Regions from separate parts of the Mus musculus genome. Here region 1 is linked to region 2. Evidence: chromatin contacts called from public promoter capture Hi-C data. All regions are on one chromosome and are shown on one strand. The core of a region is the stretch at or near the end of the contact, and the rest is flanking DNA. Distances in the headings are between cores, read along the strand shown.

The links. Promoter capture Hi-C pulls out the DNA fragments that hold promoters and counts their contacts.
Region 1: a contact with region 2 is called in a promoter capture Hi-C map of liver, with 5 times the contacts expected there. The contact joins the promoter of 1700042G15Rik here to the promoter of Frrs1l in region 2. A contact is called at or near these places in 4 of 39 promoter capture datasets (the SN4741 cell line, liver and stem cell-derived epiblast-like cells) and 1 of 9 other capture datasets (embryonic stem cells).

The regions. Positions count from the first base shown.
Region 1 is chr4:57,362,937-57,365,636 of GRCm38.p6, forward strand. 1700042G15Rik (RIKEN cDNA 1700042G15 gene) reads right to left here and starts at 1,356. Exons shown (of 3, transcript NR_038179.1): 1 at 1,098-1,356.
Region 2 is chr4:56,989,016-56,991,715 of GRCm38.p6, forward strand. Frrs1l (ferric-chelate reductase 1 like) reads right to left here and starts at 1,376. Exons shown (of 5, transcript NM_001142965.1): 1 at 1,019-1,376. The coding sequence starts at 1,256.

The sequences.
Region 1 (2,700 bases), core at 106-2,605, 370 kb after region 2:
AGATCTCCATCTTTAATCTTCCCCGTTTGTCCCCGCTTCCCACACAATGAGAAGGTTCTGGGAAGGAAGTGGTGGCAGGCTCTGCTCTACAGTCCTCTAGTGGGTGTTGGTTGTGGAGAAAATTGTTGCCTCGTGTCCCTCCTCTTGGCTGCTTCTGAAGAGAGTGGTACGGAGGCTGGGGAGATGGCTCAGCCGGTGAACACAAGGACCAGAGTTTAGCCCCCAGAACCTAAGTTAAAACCCCAAACCAAACCAGTCAACCAAACGAGAAACCAAAACGTAAAAGCCAGGTATAGTGGTACTTCCTTGCAATCCTAGTACCAGGGAGGTAGAGGCGGGCAGGTCCTAGCTTATTTCTCAAACAAATGAACAAGGTATACAAGAGTCCTGAGGAAGAACACCTAAGGGTAGCCTCTGGTACACACACAGACCTGCACACATGTATATGTGCACAAATGTACAGGCAAACCCACACAAAGGTAGGTTAGAAAGTCACCAGCACTATTACTACAGCAGGCTGCCCCACTCCTCCCTCCAGCTGCAGAGTAAGAAAACTACTCTGTCTGTTCCTTCAGTTACATCACAGACAAGGTAGTACGAGGCCAGAATGCACATCGCAATGCACTCTCTTAAAAGCAAAGGCCAGAGTGAGGCCCGGCGGGGTACAGTGTGTGCTCCCTCTGAGAACATCCAGGAGGTGGTAGAACTGTCTTATGTAACTCTCCAGCCAACCCCGTAACACAGGGGCCACTGTACCTATTTTAACAGACAAAGAAATGGAGGCCCCAAACAAGCTTTAAGCCCTCCTTGACCTTGACCTGGCTAATAAATAGAAGAGAAAAAAAAATTTGAACTCAGGTTTTGTTTGAAAATTTTCATCATCAATGCTCAGGATTCCCTTTCCTCCTTAGGAAAGGGAGTTTGATTCTGAGGCAACTTTTCTAATCTCCTGTGGTCATAGGTATCAGAAGGTGGCCAGGACCTACAAACCTCTCCTGTACCCAGGTTCTTTTCTACCTGTATGGCCTGAGTCCTCACTTCTAGCTGGATTTAGCTGCTAGATCAGAGCCTCTGCCTGGAAGAGGCTATATTCTTACCAAAGGCCCATCCTTTTCATATCTGTCACCATGGCATCTGCACCAGGCAGTTTCTAGAAGAGTGACTTCAACTTCGTCTTCTGTGCAGTCGGGCACATCTCGGTCTTCTAAGGGCCAGGAAGAACCCCAAAACGAAACAGCTGACCACAGGCTCTCCTCTCCTCAAATGCTTGGGGTCATTCCCCCTGAACCAGCAATCAAGAGGCACTGCTCTGTGCTCCTGCCACCAGTATGACTGTTGAGGAGTCAAACTGTCACTAGAGTCCAGCCAAAAGGCTTCTCTGACATCACTGGTGATGCCATCACATTCTATGGTCCAGTGCCAACGGACAGCAACTGTATGAACCCTCCAAGGGAATTTTTTTTTCACTAGAAATCCCTATAGACATGCTTCTGTGATAAATATGTGAAGTATAACATGTATGAAAGCACACCCATTTATACATGCATTTGGTGGGTTTTGATATACTTATGTATCTTCTATCTTTATATCATCTATATGATCAATTTAAGGACTGTTTTTAGCATCCTAAAAGATTCTCTGCATCCTTAATTACTTTTCTACCCACTCTTTAGTTTTAGTACCCATGTGCTTTTTGATACACACACACACACACACACACCACACCACACTTATAAACAGAGAACATACTTAGCAATGAAATGAATAATCTTTCTGTTCCTTCTAGCTAGTCTCCTGAAACATTAAGTCTGGCTGGCCTCTGATCTGGTATATGTGCCTGTGGTCTTTCAGGGCAGTTAAAGCATTGTTGTGGTCTGTTTCAGGACACACTGGGTGATCCTGGGACATCTGCCCCACAGACTCCCAGCTACTCCTCTCTACCTGCTTCTCGGGGTGGCTGAACTCCTTCTGAGAAACCCTGTTCTGGGGAGCTCTCTCTGAGGAACTTGACTTTCCTGGTAGCCTGTAGGGCATGCCAGCTTTAATAAAGACCTCAGTCTATCCCTGGAGAAACGACGACAGCTGTGACATAGCTGCATTTCCTCCAAACCTTGCAACCAGTCACAGACTGTCAGGGAAGAAAGTTACACTGGGCTCTATTTTACACTGGGCTCCATAGTAGCTGTGTGGACTCAGCTGGGTATTCATAGTAGACATTAGGTTTATTTCTGTACATTTGGGGTGAGAGACAAGCTTGTTTCTTTTTTCTCAGAAGATCTTAATTTTTTTTATTACATCAATTGATAGTGTGCAGTATGTATTGTGTAGTGTGTGTGTGTGTGTATGTATGTATGTGTTTGTGTGTATATGTGTGTGTGTATGTGTGTGTATGTGTGTATGAGTATGTGTGTGTGTATATGTGTGTGTATGTGTGTGTGTATATGTGTGTGTGTATGTGTGTGTGTGTATGTGTGTGTGTATATGTGTGTGTGTATGTGTGTATGTGTGTGTGTAGTGTGTGTGTATGTGTGTATGTGTGTGTGTAGTGTGTGTGTGTGTGTGTGTATGTGTGTGTGTAGTGTGTGTGTATGTGTGTGTGTGTGTAGTGTGTGTGTGTGGTGTGTGTGTATGTGTGTATGTGTGTGTGTGTATGTGTGTATGTGTGTGTGTGTGTGTGTGTGTGTGTGTGTGTGTGTGTAG
Region 2 (2,700 bases), core at 126-2,625:
TAATAAGTAGGCAGTCAGTATTTTCTCCCCACTTTGTCTTTTTCACCCTCTGGAAAGTGAAGGTAGTGAGTGGGGTTCAAGCAGCTACTTGGGGTCATTAAGCTATAAGCTGAGAATTACGAAGGAGCAAAAGGTCCCTAAGACTGGAGACTTCATGCCAGCTTTGGATTGTGGGGCTTCTAGATTTCCTTGTGTGAGAGAGAAAATCCTATCTTATTGATGATATTAACATTTGTATGCTGCGTATAGCTGAACCTCATCCTCATTAAGAGATATATCCACGAACAGATAACCTCATTTCAACCCTCAGCTTGATTCTTGGCTCCTCTTTGCCAAGCTTTCCGAAAGCTGCGGAAGTAAGAGACCAGTTTCCATTCCTTTTATCAGAATGGCTTTGCCTTTTGTACTCTTTGAAACAGCTCCTCAGGGAAGCTGGCGAAGAAATCTCAGTCTCTGGGCCCAGATGGTCCCAACAATGGTGGCTCACACTAGGAGACTACAAGTGTGGTAGCAGCAGATGTGGGGTGGACTGGGGAGGGAGCTATGACCCATCTCTGGCGCCTGGGCAATGAAAGATGGAGCGACAGTACCTGTAAATTTAGGTTATTCCAGACCTACCAGGAGGTAATTGTGCAACGGTTGTCTCTAAGTTGGGTTTTCTGCTTCCCGCCTGCTGCCCTGGGCTCCGGAATTCTAGTCCAGATGGCGCCTCCTCCATTGCAGGAGAATGGAGGAGGCCAGACGCTGAGAACTAGGGGAGCATAAGCTTAGCACCTTCTATCCACAGCCTCGCAAGACTTGAGACTGACTCTCCCGGCCCTAGTCTCCCCACGTGTAAAGAGGGGAGCGGGCGCTGACAGCTCCTCCAGACTTCCCTCCTACAGGCTGGGTCAGAGAGCCGGGCTCCCTACTCTAGTCTCATCTGTGCCCATCTGCCTCCACTGACACCTTTGCGGACCCTTCCTGCGCCCCTCAACCTCCCACCCCCAGGTCGCCCCTCACCCTCTGGTAGCCTCACCCTCCTCTGACAGGTAGCGCAGGTCGTAGAACTCGCTGGCGAAGGTGCCGTAGGAGGAGTCGTGGCGCGGCACTGCCTCGTCCGCGCCCGCGTCCCCTCGCGCGCGTCCCCGGGGTCCCCGGCCCCCCGGGCCCGCGCTGTCGTCCGCGGGGCTGGCATCGCAGGCAGCGATCCCCGCCAGCAGCAGTCGCAGGAGCAGTGGTACCCAGGCCGGGCGCCGCAGGGGTTGCCCCGCCATCGCTGCGCACGGATCCCGCAGCCAGGCCGCTCCGGCCGCAGCGGGGACCCCGCGGGCGCGGGCCGGGACCGAGCCGCCGCCAGCACGCGCCGCGCAGCCGCGGAGCGCCCGCACCCGCCGCCTCCCTGCCTCGCTCTGCGCATCCTCGCTCCAGCCCCGCAGCCTGCCCCCGTCCGCTCAGCATCACCCCCTCCTCGCCTGACGCTCCTTCTTCGCGTCCTTCTTTCTATTCTCCCCATCGCCCAGTCGCCTCCAGATTTGACCTTTCTGGTCCCTGGGTGCTTAGTGTGGCCCGCTGATCTACAACATCAGCACCACCTGGGAGCTTGCTTGTATCGCTTCAGGCCCCACTCTGGATACACAAAGCAGAATTTGCTCTCTTACTCAAATCCCCAGCATCCAGTTTCCACACCTTATTAGAATGACTGTCGCCAACATCTTGCTCCTGCAACTTTTCGTCCGGAGAAAAAACTTACTAGACTCATAAATTTCTCTGGATCATCACAGAAGGAAGATGAAATCACAAACTCCCACTATCTACGTAGTCAAGCAGATATCAGAGACAGTGTGGAAAGTGTAACTTAAGACCTTGGCAAAAGCCACAAGTGCTGGAGTATAACCTGAGCCTTTCAAACTAGGCAAATGGTTTACCCAATTTCCCCAGAAGCAAAGTGCACAGACATTAAGTGAGCTAACCATGTCTGATAAGCACGACGAATCTCCACGTTTTCACATCAGCTTGTAAGACACTGCATTATTTATCTGGCCATTCATTTGCTCAATTATATACACAGATCCCAGGTTTGTCTTTAAATGACCCTTGTTGGGGTGGTGACAACTAGTTGTCTTCTGCAAGAAATAGTGACACTATCTCTTCCTCGATGCTACTTCAGAACCTTGCATGTAAACCTTTCTTCTGGTTCTTTTTTTTAAAAAAATGCATAAAGTAAGGAAACTGCTACTGAGGCAGAAAAACAGATTCCAAATGCACACCTAGAAGTCAGACTGCCTGGGTTATCAATAATGACCAGTGATCACTAATTCCCAGGATGTAGTGCATATTAAATAAGACCATGTAGGGAAAGGGTTGTAGGGTTCAATGTCACTGATGTCATAACCTTGCACAGAACTATGAAATACTGAGAAGCCAGTAATTTCAACTGATTTTTAGCCCAGTGGCTGGAAGACATGGGAGCTGTATCGGGATGGGAGATGCCTTGGGAAATCCAAAGGCCAGCTGTTCATTATTGTATATAGCCGACAGGTCATCAGAAGTTAACTATGTTAATCCTGCCAGGGTCTCACACTGAACCTGAAGCTCACCTCAGCTATGCAGGCTGGGCTGGGAGCTTGGGATCCCCCTGTCTTCCCAGCACTGGTATTATCGACATGCTGCCGCATACTGTTTTTTATTTGGGCATCAGGGATTTGAACTCAGGTCCTC